Regions from separate parts of the Mus musculus genome. Here region 1 is linked to region 2. A link is a contact called in public HiChIP or PLAC-seq data. All regions are on one chromosome and are shown on one strand. The core of a region is the stretch at or near the end of the contact, and the rest is flanking DNA. Distances in the headings are between cores, read along the strand shown. Region 1 overlaps Zdhhc17 (zinc finger, DHHC domain containing 17). Region 2 overlaps 1700020G17Rik (RIKEN cDNA 1700020G17 gene).

Region 1 (6,495 bases), core at 1,611-4,110, 140 kb after region 2:
GAGATAATCGCTTTAAATTCTTCAAAGAATCTTCTCTCGTTAAATTGTCTCTATATTGGGCAGGGTAGAGGTCATAAAGAGTTGTGGGGTAGATGATATCTACTTCGGGCAAGTTCAACCTCTGTCCTTAAATACAAGAACCCTTGTCAGTCCCATGCTTAGCAGTGTGATCCAGGGGGGAAAAAAAAACGCTCAGAGAAAGCGGTACCAACACCTACTCTACACAGGGCATCCAGGGTAAGCACTGTCACTCTGAGAATAATCAGCACTGAGATACATGGCTCTCCTTCACTCGATGGTAAATGTATTTCACTGCACCAATAAATCACACAAAAATACTGCCCGTTTATTCTTTTTGATACTGTGCTGGTTAGATTTTTTCAACTCAGGTAAGCACCTACTTACAGATAAAATGGCTTGGTTTCTTGAACTTTATTATGAAACTGCCCTCCAGGTGGCAGTACCACTTTATACCTTCACTAACAATACAAATGTTTTCCTCCCACTGAGCTTAGATTTATCAGACTTCTTGCTCTGGAGACCTGAAAACACCAAACCTTCACACACTTCAGTTACTATTTCCCTACAGCAAAACAAAGAAAGCTTGTCAAACTGGCCTGGGGACTTAGCAGCAGGAGGTCAGATTATCTTGACAAAGTGAGGATGCATGCTTGACAGGAGATGGCTTAAGAAAGGATGGACAGAACATGGAACACCTACAACTCTTCTAGGGAAGTTTTGTTACTAATAAGAGCAGAAGCCAGAACAGAAAGGAGACCTAAGGAAAATAATAGTGTTTGGTTTGGTTTCAAAACTGGAGAGAGACTTGTTTCCTCACTGATAGAAATGGTGTGGTGAGGCCACGAATTGGTGGGCAAGCAAAGCCCAGGAGTCTGTGTAGCTGTCATATGCAGCATCATATGTCAAATGCCAATGACAGAAATCAAAATCTGGATAAACTGACCTACATACTGTATTTATTAACTAGAATATCCATCATAAAGATGCCATTCTCCTCAAATTTATATATGTGTGTGTCTGTTTAGTGCAATTTCTATCAAAATCCCTCAAGATTCTTTGTAGCTACAGACAAGGTTATTCTAAATTGATATAGGAAGAAACCTGTTATCTTCTAAAAGTCAATTTTAAGAACTATTACAAAACAAAAGTTACCAGCATCGCATGGGGCTGGCTTAGTTTTAGACACAAAAAGACTCCAGAAACAGAAAAGAAAACAAAAACAAACCCTAAAAATTAAAACCCATGTATTTGCTCAAATATTTTTAACAATATAAAAGCAATTTAAGAAAAGAGTTTTTATTCGAGGCCAGCCAGGGCTACACAGAGAAACCCTGTCTCAAAACAAACAAACAAAAAAAACCAAACAAACAAACAAACAAAAAAAGAGTTTTCGGAGATGAATGGGAATCCATAGGCAAAATTAAAATTAAAAAAAAAAGACCATTTTTTTAAGATTATTTATTTTATGTATGTGAATACACTGTTGCTGTCTTCAGACACACCAGAAGAGGGCATCAGATCTCATTATAGATAGCTGTGAACCACCATGTGGTTGCTCGGATTTGAACTCAGGACCTCGGAAAGATCAGTCAGTGCTCTTAACCACTGAACCACCTCTCCAGCCCCAATCAACCCAATTTTTCAAACTCAAATTACATAAAAATCAACTCAAAACTTATTACAAAACTAAATGTTAAAAAAAAAAAAAGTATAACCTTTAAAAAGGCAGTGAGACCAGGCATCTAAAGGCTAAAGATTTCAAAGGAAGGAGCATACTAGTCCACAACGTAATCTGGACCTTTGTTTTCTAGCCTCCAAACTGGGGAAGGGCTCTCCACAAGTAAACCGTCTGGTCTGTTATTTGATCCCAGCAGCCCTAGTAAACTAGTGCAGACAGGAGATACTTTACCAAAGATACAGGAAGGAAGATATACAGGAGAAAGGATATTTACTATCATCAGCCACTTCCCGAGTGGCAAACATCACAAACTACAGGGTGGGTTAGAAGTGTCCAAGGGTGTGGTTGCCATATCAGTCCTGTAATCCCATCACTCAGGACACTGAGGGAGGAGATTGCAAGTTCCTGGTCAAAGTGGGCTGGCTACATAGGAGATGTTATCTAAGAAAGAAAAGGGGTGGGCATCAGGCTGAGAAGATAGTTCCTCAGATAAAGTGATGACTTTAAGCCATATGGACATAATAAACTTGTCTTTAATCCCCAGCCCTTGGGAAACAAGGGGCAGGTTCTCCAGTAAGCTAGCGAGACTAAGCTAGCTGGATGGTGAGCTCCAGGGTCAGCAAGAGACTACCTCAAACTATAAGGCAGAGAGCAACCAAGAAAACCAGTATCAACACACACACACAAGCACACGCACACGTGTGCACACACACACACACACACCACATGGGGGGGGAGGGGAATACACACACACACACATACACAGTGAGTGGGTCAGTCATAATTTAATAGAATTGCCGTCTCCACATCTATTTTTAAGCTTGACATAAAATATCTGAAAACAAGTGCTACCTTGTCATCTCTGGCCTACTTAAAACTTCCCTACTTGAGTGACTGCAATATAGCTAGTTTGTTCTTTATTTCCTAATCTCACATCAAACAACCCCACAGCTGTTAGCCATGATAAAACCTAACGGTCAGTTGTCAGTGCCCGTGTAAATGAGGCACTCACTCATCCGTGTGCGCTGTGGGGGCAGAAGACAGCTTGGCAGACAGAGGTGCTTGCTGGGGAAGCTCGCCTCAATCCCTGGAATCTGCACAAGGCTGAGGAGACTCAGCTCTGTTAAGCTGTCCTCTGAATACGCGTGCTGTGTCACTATGCAAATCATGTGACCCACACAGCACGCCTGCACATTCAATAACTAAGCTTTGGCTAGCAAATCCACACCCTTTCTTTCCCTTCCCCAGCAAGGTCAACACTGCCACCCTCGTGACCCTTCATAAAGGCACATCAAAAGTTGTCTCCTCTCTCTCCCTACTTCCAGTTCACCTTTAGCCCCTCATACTTACTGCAAATGTCTTCTGTTTCTTGCACTCAGGTCTCACCTTTTAACACATACCTGATCCTAACTCCACACCCCTGCACCCCTGCCAGCACTCTCCTACAGAATGGTAACTTAACTGAATCACAAAAGAAATCTGAAAATCAGACTGGAAAGAAGCCAGAACAATGAAATAAGAAAGCAACATCACCAAGTACCAATGAGGATCAGAGACTGTGTCACACATACTCAGCTGACGGTAATGTAAAATGCACAGCCACTCTGGAAAGAGCTTGATTTCTTAAAAACACTAGTATACAGCCATGTGATCCAGTAACTGCATTAGAATAAAAATTTTGCTTGTGTAAATACCTGTACATAAATAATTATAACTAAATACAAAAACTATGATATATATTGATATACATACATAGATATACTTTAACAAATATAATAGAAGCTGGGAACCCAGGTCATTTGCAGTATATGTATAAAATGGTCTATTCACACTATGGAACAGCAGTCAGTAATAAAAGGGAATGACCCACCAGGAGTACCTGACAAATCTCCAACAACTATGCTGCATGGGAGAAAAAATAAATAAACCCTGTATGGAACATTCTAAATGATTCCACTCATGTACTACCTGTTTGTGTGTATGTGTGTATGTGTGTACGTGTGTTGCATGTGTGGATATGCATGGAGATGTGTGTATGTGTGTACATGTGTGTGCATGTATGGGTATGCATGGAGATGTGAGGATGGGTTCTGAGGCCTAAAGTTGACATGGGGTGTCTGCCTCAATTGCTCTCCATCTTTTTTTTCTTTATTACTTTTATGTATGGCATCCTCAGAGGCCAAAAGAGGGTGCCAAATCTCGTGGATGGAGTTACATGCACTTGTGAGCTCTGGCCTTCTGGAGGAGCAGTGAATGATCTTACCACAGTGCTTTCTGAGCCAGGCAGGGGCTCTCACTGAACCTGGAGCTCAGTCAGCATCTGGCTCGAATGGCTGGCCAGCTCTGAGAACCCTTTTCTTTCTGCCCCCAGCTCCAGGGTTACACGTGCACATTGCTCAGCCCAGCTTTCACGTGGGTCAAACTCAGGTCTTCATCCTTAAACGCATAAGCTTTTACCAACTAAGCAATTTCTCCATTCTCCAAAAGACATTTGTGGAAGACATAGAAAATGTAGAAAACCTACACAGATGGATGCTGTCCAATAGACCTGTGCAATAGGAAGACAGCCCTCAATTTTGTGCTGTCAGAAGCAATAGTTGCTAGACACATAACACTAATATACACTCAAGATTTCAGTTTTATGACTGAAATGTGAATTTTTATTTTATCAACTTCATTTATTTCGAACAGTCTCATGTCACGGAGGCTGCTGCATAGGAAAATACAGTTCTAAACACCATAAAGGTAAGATTATTACGCTCTGAAGTAAAATTATACCCAGACAGGGTTGAGGAAAACACTACAGATTCTAAACCGTATTACCACTTACATGTTGACAAGGAAATAATTTTATCTAGCGTGTGCCCAAACACCGTCTCAGCAAATGCCCCAGCAGTGGAGGCGTTAAGATCCTGCATAGCTATACTATGATATTCAAACATTCCAAATAAATTAATGTTTACAATGATTCAAAATTAAACCTATAAATCACTGAAGAATGATGGATATTTACAATTTCAGGTAAGGTACATAGACAAACAAAATGTCAAAGTTAAATTAAAAAAAAAAAAGACCCAGAGAAAAGCAAGATTAACAAAGCAGCCATGTGCACTCATCTTGAAATGCATAGGAAAACAATCCGGGGACAGAAGAGGCTCAGCAGGTAAGGAGCACACACAACTCACAAGTCCGGTCCCTCCAGGGGCTGGACACAACTGCGCTCATATGCACAGCCTCCATCCCAACACACAACATATACACATCATATTAAAAATAAGTAACTTTGTTAAAATTAAATTAGTAATAGTAGCCAATTTTACTTCCTAGATACTATTCTGAACTTTACTTGGAGACTATAAATGGACAGCAGGACTGCTTCAAGGTATGGCTGTGGGGAAGGCTTCTATTATAGACGTAATAGAGAGGAAGAGCAGCCAGAGCATCTGGGAGAGTCCAGCAGAGAGAGACAGTAGTACACTAAACGTGATCAGCAGTCTGGACTAGGCCACGGGGTCAGGAACATGGGGAACACGAGGAAGACAAAGGAGAGACCAAGATCAAGGGCCAAGGAAGAGCCATGGGAAGAGGATAACCGACATAGCTGGGTTATAAGGTGAAGTACACAGCTTCGGAGTAAGCTCCTGAGCTGAGGGAGGGTCTGGTATGGCAGGAGGTAAGAAGAACTACCTAATGGTGATGTGGACAAAGCCAGGAGGCCAATAGGCACCCCAGAAAGGCATTTGTCCCTTCTGTCAGCGAGAAGGAAACTGACTGCTTTTTAAGAGGGGGATTTACATCACAGGTCCTGAGGAATGCTGGCTTTTGTCTACCGGAACTTTGGATAGTGGCATTTCCTTGAGAGCTGACATTGATGAAGTATCAAACATTAAAGATGTTACTGCAAACCACACCATTACTATCACGTGTCACAGAGAGAACACTGCCAGCAGAACCACTTACGAAGCTTTTATCACTTGAATTGGAGGACTATGGTGCTTACAAGATCCTCTATAGAGGCAGAGGCAGATTTAATTGGTTACTAAATTTTCACGGTCAGAGCTGGTCCCCACCCCATCACTGCTTTAACCTACAGCTGTCAATACCACCTATAAACCCCAAAACAATGGAATCTCCTTCCAAGCTACATTCCATGTGTTCCAACGCTGTCATTTTCTTGGCCATACTAGAAATTAGCTATAGTTTGAACATAACCAATAATCACACACCCTCAAATATTCTCTCAATGGATTGCTGACTAAAGTGAGGGCCTCCAACTGTACAGTTGCTGCTGCTGCTGCTACTCCTACTCCTCCTCCTCCTCCTCCTCCTCCTCCTCCTACTACTACTACTACTATACTACTACTACTACTACTATACTACTACTACTACTATGCTACTACTACTACTATACTACTACTACTACTATTATACTATTACTACTACTATTATACTACTACTACTACTATTATACTACTACTACTACTATTATACTACTACTACTACTACTACTATTATACTACTACTACTACTATTATACTACTACTACTACTACTACTACTACTACTATTTGCCAAAAGCAAAAGGCACCACTCACAGCAAAACAGAAACCTCAATTTCAGAGTTTGAAAATGTTAAGCCTACATACAGCACTTAGTACATTAACTTAATCAATTCTATAAAGAACCATTAAAATGAAGGTTTTTCATTATCCTAGCATTTTCAGGAAAGAAAAATGGAGACACCCAAAGTAAAAGTAATGTGCCCAAGTACAGAGTTTGTTTGTAGCAATGAATGTG
Region 2 (7,322 bases), core at 1,568-4,067:
AAAGGATGGACCATGTAGAGACTGCCATATCCAGGGATCCACCCCATAATCAGCATCCAAACGCTGACACCATTGCATACACTAGCAAGATTTTATTGAAAGGACCCAGATGTAGCTGTCTCTTGTGAGACTATGCCGGGGCCTAGCAAACACAGAAGTGGATGCTCACAGTCAGCTAATGGATGGATCATAGGGCTCCCAATGGAGGAGCTAGAGAAAGTAGCCAAGGAGCTAAAGGGATCTGCAACCCTATAGGTGGAACAACATTATGAACTAACCAGTACCCCGGAGCTCTTGCCTCTAGCTGCATATGTATCAAAAGATGGCCTAGTCGGCCATCACTGGAAAGAGAGGCCCATTGGACTTGCAAACTTTATATGCCCCAGTACAGGGGAACACCAGGGCCAAAAAGGGGGAGTGGGTGGGCAGGGGAGTGGGGGTGGGTGGATATGGGGGACGTTTGGTATAGCACTGGATATGTAAATGAGTTAAATACCTAATAAAAAATGGAAAAAAAAATACTCAATAAAATATTCGCAAACCAAATCCAGGAACACATCAAAGACATCATCCATCAAGATCAAGTAGGCTTCATCCTAGTGATACAGAGATAGTTCAATATATGACAATCCATCAACATAATTCACCATACAAACAAACTGAAAAAAAAATCACATGATTATCTTATTAGATGCTGAAAAAGCCCTTGGCAAAGTCCAACACTCATTCATGTTAAAGGTATTTCAGAAAGCAGGGATACATGGCACATACATAAACATAATCAAAGCAATATACAGCAAGCCAATAGCCAACATCAAACTAAATGGAGAGAAACTAGAGCATTTCCACTAAAATTAGGGACAAGACAAGGCTGCCTACTTTCTCCTTATCTATTCCATATAATTCTTGAAGTTCTAGCCAGAGCATAAGACAACTAAAGTATATCAAGGGGATACAAATTGGAAAGGAAGAAGTCAAAGTATCACTATTTGTGGATGATTTAGGAAAGGGAAAATCATAGGTTCTCTCCACAGAACGCTGCAGAAGCATGATGGCTAATTCGTGTGACAGACTGACAGGTAAGTGCCCTGACTGTAGTGACTAGGAAGCTAAATTGGGTACATGTTTTCGACTCATCCTTGCTTGCCATTTTCCCAGTTTGGACAATTGAAGCTGCCTTGCTTCAAGCTTTTAACCTTAAGGTAAAAAGAATATCAGCGACTGTGTAATCTGACTTAGAAAGATTAGTGATTCTTCTCTTTCCCTCATGTGACCGGTTATTCTAACTCAATCTTGGACTGGTCTAGTAATAATTCCAGTATTAGAGTATCCCAGGGAAGATAACAAAATATTCTTAATTACTTAACAAAGTTAAATTAGAACACAGCCTTCTCTCCCAGAAAGATTGCAGCCTTTCTGTGATTCTCAGGGTCACCTCCCCCACACCTGGAGCTCTAAGTCTAAGCCTGATCGTCACTAATTTGCAATAGAATGGAGTACATGGACTTCCCCAAAAGAAGCTTTTGTACTGTGCCTTTCACTGTCTGGACTTTGTTTTTCAAGCATGTCAGTCAATGCCCTTCAGCCTGACTGCAACAGGCGTGCATCCCTGCCTCCAGGTGACAGTTTCTAAACTTCATTCAAGAAGAATTCTATTACATATTGTGGCTTTTAGTCTGATTTGGGATTAAGGTTTGCTATGAGGGCCAGACAGTCTAGACAGGCACCCAAATCTCAAAATCATATCAATCTAGACAGAGGTACATGCCAAGAGGCCGTGGTTTATTGATAGTACACCACAGAGCCAGATAAAGAATTGGAGGCAAAGGTTAATGTCTTAGAAGTAGTAGTCTTAACAATAGGGCAGGACATAACATATATTAAGGCTAGAAAGGTAGAAATTTCAGATATTAGCAATAGTCACTTGGACACTTGGAACATTGATGAATTGGCCAGAGATTTAAAGATAACCTAGTACATTGAATCCCCTGGATTGGGTTCAGTATTATTATTGACACTAATTTATTAGTAAATCATTGTGTTTCCACTTATCTTTAGAGCACTCCTAAGATCTATAGCTACGATGAGGTGGGACATTCTGGAACTTCGGCAAAAATATAAAAATGGGAGAATGCTATGCACACTCCAGTGAAGTTTGCTTGGCAGGCTACGAGGCAAAGAGTTTCACAGAAACTCACCTCCTGGAACTTTGGTGATCTCATAACCCATACATTCTTACCCTATCCCTGCGTTAGTCTGGTGTATGGATCCACGTGCTCTCCTTTAGTATTATCTTATTACTCCTTTAGTATTATCTTATTATAAGTGCCTTTTAAGATTGAATTCTGATATAGTTTAGCCTTTGCCAGTGTTCCAATGTCCTAGAAAGACCTTGAAGCAGACAACTTGGAATTCAGTAGGAATTCAGTAAGGAAGTTACCTATTCAGTAACTAATTAAACATTACAAAAGACTGAGCCAGGAGCTCAGGGCTGGTCTGCAGAATGTTTACTAGGACAGTAAGGACAGTCTTAACCAAAGAAGGTTTTACCATGAGAAAAGTTATAGAATCCCACTGAGACAGGTTTCTTCACTAGGCCCAAAGAATTCAAGCAGAACTATAAAGCATAAATAAATTTTATGCCTCAGTCCAGCTTTTTTTTTTTTAATATTAATAACAGGGAGGAGATGTAGCCTCCCACAAGCCTGAAGCAGGCTGAGCCAGACCTTGATTTTGTTGCTACTAAGGAGACTACTTAGGGTGGAGCCTGCCTCCCTGGATCATTTTATTGTTCAGCCACTGCCGCAGCTGCTGCTGCTGCTGCTGCTGCTGCTGCTGCTGCCGCCTGCTGGGAGTCGGCCTACCTGTTCCAGAGTCTACATCTGAGTCTACACGTGGTCATCTGCAGCTGGGCTCCAAGGATGATTTGGAGGGAATGGGCTTTCCCTTCTCCTTTATAAAGTGTGTCCACCATTAAAAATTTGAGTCTTGATCAGAATACTGTCTTGGCTCCATTTCTCTCTACCCGCCTAGATTCCCTCTTTTCTTTCAGTTCCAAGATGCCTCCCAGGCTCGAACCCAGACATGAGAGCCGCAGGTTGGCCCCAACAGGATCTCACTTAGAAGAAGGAATAAAATAGTCATAGGAGGCAGATGGACAGAGGAAATAGGGAGGGAAGAGAGATGGGAGATTTAGGATCAGGTTATGGGAAGGACAGGAGAGATGGCTAGATAGCCATGAAAATCTGCAACTGACAGGGGTGAGGAGGTGGGAGGCATCTTCAGGATGACAGAGACTTGGGATAAGGGGGACCAAACAAACAAAAAACAAAAAACAAAAAAAAAAAAAAAAAGAAAGAAAGAAAAAGCCGGCATTGGTGGCGCATGCCTTTAATCCCAGCACTTGGGAGACAGAGACAGGTGGATTTCTGAGTTTGAGGCCAGCTTGGTCTACAGAGTTAGTTCCAGGAAAGCCAAGGCTACACAGAGAAACCCTGTCTTGAAAACAAAACAAAAACAATAACAACAACAACAAAAGAATCAATGGGGGTGATCATAGCTGTGACTCACTACAATGGGGATTTGGAACCTGAAGAGGCCACCCCCTTTAGCTAGACAGGAACCGCAGTAGAGCTATAGAGTCATCAAACAAATCTTTCAACCCAAAATTTATCCTGTCCATAAGTAACTGCAGGTATGGGGGATGGAGCAGAGACTGAGGGAATGGCCAACCAATAACTGGCCCAGTTTGAGATCCATCCCATGGTCAAGCAGTAATCCCTAACACTATTAATAATACTCTGGTTATACTTGCAGACAGGAGCATGTTGTCCTCTGAGAGGCTCCACCCAGCAGCTGACTCAGAGAGATGGAGACACCCACAGCTAAACAGTGGATGGAACTTGAGGACAATTATGGAAAAATAGGAAGAAAGATTATGAACCCCCAAAGGGGATAGGAACTCCATAGGGAGACCAACAGAGTCAACTAACCTGGGCCCTTGGGACTCTCAGAATCTAAACCACCAACCAAAGAACATACAGGCTGAACCTACTCATGTAGTTGGTGTGCAGTTTGATCTTCATGCGGGGAGCAGGGGCTATCCCAAAAGTTGTTGCCTGTACATGGGATATGTTCTTCTAGCTGGGCTGCTTTGTCTGGCCTTAGTGGGAGAGGAAGCACCTAGCCTCACAGAGACTTGAAGTGCCAGGGCAAGGGGATCCCTGGGGGGAGGGGGGCACCTGGAGGAGAAGGGGAGAGGGATGGGGGAAAGATTGTGGGAGGAGTGACTGGGAGGGGGCAGTGAGAGGGATATAAAGTGAATAAGTTAAAAAAAATAAATTAAATTAAAAATAAATACATTTGTAAGGTTCACAAGGTTTAATGACAGAAATTTGTCATTAAATCTGGCCACGTTGGTAGCTTAGCAGAGGGAGAAAAGGAAGCCCTGGAGAAGCAGTGAGAACTCAGAGATTCTTTCTGCCCATGTCCCTCAGCCCCCAGCATGCCTCTCTCCTCTTCACTGGGAAGCTTAATGTATGCTAACACTCATTAACAAAGATAATCTTGGATTAATTAGCATCTAAATTTATACATCCTCTCTTGTAGAGATAAGTCCTCAGAAATCAATAAAAATGTCTTCTAATTTATGCAAATCGCTATAATTAGATTTGTCATTAATTTTATGTTCATTAAGTTTCTATTTTAAAAAATGAAGAGAGCTTGGCAAAGGCTGGAACACACACAAATCTAAGCCAGACAAAGAAATTCCCATTAGTAATAAAAAAACCGGCTGAGGCAGGGAAGCTATACACAGGAACATGGCCTTATATTGGCTTGATAGCATATGAAGCTAAGAAGGCTATTTTCAATTTATCCTATTCCTTTTCCAGCGGGGCTGAATCTGAAGGGTAGAGCGAGACACACGGGAGTTGTCTGCACGTCAAAGGATGAACCAGGTAGCCAAGCCAGTGTCCATGTGGGCAAGATCATTTTCACTGGAATAAAATTGGGAGAGGGACATCTCCAAAGAGCCCAAGGTGTAAAAATCGCAGTAATTGACATTTAATCATTTTGCCTTCATCCCTAATGGATGACTAAATATCTTCCAGATCATTACTAATAAAGCAGTACTGTGGGTTTAAAAAAAAAACCTTGCTTTACTAAATGTAATGGGGGGGGCTTGATCTGGAGATGGGGGGCTCACATCCAGCCCAGTTTTAATTTTGATAACACACCAACGACTCCCCAAAGACCTTGCTTTGAAGCAGTCACATCTGCTTGCCTAATTGACAATGTGAGAGGGAATTGTCGTAATTTGTTTTCTTTGGACCGCATCAAAAATCCATGAAACATTCACAGCTTTATGGCAGCAGGGCCAACAGTTATACAAATGCACACCAGTCACTCTGCAGGGAACTTAGGATCTCAGGTCACTGGTTTTTCCAACCAGTATCTGCACATGTGAAACTTTCCCTCTTGGGATTATCTTAAACAATTCTGGGAAACTATATCTATTTCTCTGTTCAGATGAAGTGACAACAGCCAGAGAAGAGAAAATATGTTCTGTTGTTGCTGAACCAGAAAATTCAAATCAGTCGCCAATGTGTTGCTTTCAGAAAATAACTTGTCTAAGAATTACAAAGGAAAACTTTCTCAGTCTCTTCTCCTTGTGTTAAAATAAATTTGCATAATATTTATAATTATTTGTAAATTTAAACATTGTTTCTCCTCCCTGAGAATCATGCTTTATATTATTAAAAAAATTAGAACAAAATGATTCAAATAGATCTGAGGTAATATGAAGCAACTGGTTGGGACCAGATGGGTGAACATTATTGGTCGTATGAGGGTGTTGGTGGTAGTATGAGGAAGAGAACATGTGCTCATGTGTGTGTATGTTTATACATATATATGTACACACCTGTTAAGATATCCAGACATCTAGTGACATGCAATATTTTAAAAGTTACCCATAGCAATGGTTTCCTGATAAATCCAATTGTTGCACTACACTAAACCTAACTATCCTGACAAGCTCTACAGCCAGGCCTGGACCCTCAGCATGTGTCCCTGAAGGCTGCCACTCCCAAGTGGCCTGCAGCACAAGCAAATGCAACCATAGCTGGGGCACAGATGGCCTGGGCCCTGGAATTACAGGCATCTGCAGTGGTTTCTCACATGCCAGAGATGCAACTTGACCAACATACACTTCCAGACACTGTGGTTGGCACACTTTATTACTGAGTTACTAGCACCAACACATGCGGGCTATTAGGATTGTTAGAACATCTGTTTTATATATCTCTAGGACTTGCCACAGCCTGATAGATACATGGCTCCATCCTTCGCTGGGCACGGTGGCTCAGGACCATAATCCTATCATTTAGGAAGCTGAATAGGAGGAGTGTCATCAGTTCAAAGTCAACCTGCACTGTCTAGTGAGTCCTAGGCTAGCCTGGGCTACAGAGCACAAGTCCATCTCCACAATACCAATGGCAAAGAAAGAAAAGAAACAGTAAGAAAAGAATGATAGAACAGAGCCCTTGTGCCTGCTCCATTTTCCATACAGTAGGAAGGGTCTGTGAATACATTCTGAGAAGCCAATTCCCATAAGAAATAGAAACAGAAATGAATATGTGTATTCCAAAAGGCAAGATGATGAGGCATGGGCTTCTTTAGAACATCCCGCCAAATATCCCACAAAGCAGGCCCCCCTTTGCTACCCCTCAATAAGATTCAAACTCAGACACTTCTTTCCTATTGTCCAGTATTCGCCATCTCCCCAATTTTGTTCTTTGTAAAATCAGGTTGACGCAAATAAGTCCACAGCTGTTTTCAACTCAACGTCTGCAGCAAAATACCCCGCAAGTCAAGAAGTACAAAATCACTTGAAAAAGCATCCCTATGCTTCCACGATATTTATCCTCAATGCCATTGACATATCCTGGGGAAAAAAATGTCCATGGTGTCTGTAAACACCTCTATGAATTAAGTGATTTGATTAATACAGAAAACTTCAAAGGAATGGGTCTGGAAGTCCTAGTTATTAATGACACAGATCCCAAAGTGAATTAATTCAAATGATGTATTAGCCATGGAAGCTCGTCCAAAATGAGTTCCCGCAGAAATTGGGTAAAATTACCCGGGAACTACAATTCTTCACAAACCAGATCGATTATCCCTGGTCTGTGTGCACGCCCATGTAAATGACACCAGGAAAGCCAGGGGTAAAATAATGGAACTCATTATCCTCCCAACATGTAATGCTGATTTTTGTGTTTCTAATCTAGAGAAAATCAACAAGAATATTTTAGGAAATT

What was found. HiChIP or PLAC-seq counts read pairs in DNA pulled down with a chosen protein or histone mark.
Region 1: a contact with region 2 is called in an H3K27ac HiChIP or PLAC-seq map of embryonic stem cells, with 7 read pairs. The contact joins two enhancer-like sites. A contact is called at or near these places in 2 of 484 Hi-C or Micro-C datasets (embryonic stem cells and nephron progenitors) and 1 of 115 datasets of contacts at active chromatin or transcription factors (embryonic stem cells).

The regions. Positions count from the first base shown.
Region 1 is chr10:110,989,456-110,995,950 of GRCm38.p6, forward strand. All of the region lies in intron 1 of Zdhhc17 (zinc finger, DHHC domain containing 17), which reads right to left. Among named protein-coding and RNA genes, the nearest start is that of Zdhhc17, 17 kb to the right of the region's middle. Within about 2 kb of position 2,861, at least 91 of the 459 cell types and tissues checked have an H3K27ac peak or open chromatin away from gene starts, as enhancers often do. A contact at or near this core is called in embryonic stem cells, where this site is marked.
Region 2 is chr10:110,853,369-110,860,690 of GRCm38.p6, forward strand. All of the region lies in intron 2 of 1700020G17Rik (RIKEN cDNA 1700020G17 gene), which reads right to left. Among named protein-coding and RNA genes, the nearest start is that of Gm22186, 35 kb to the right of the region's middle. Within about 2 kb of position 2,818, at least 13 of the 459 cell types and tissues checked have an H3K27ac peak or open chromatin away from gene starts, as enhancers often do. A contact at or near this core is called in embryonic stem cells, where this site is marked.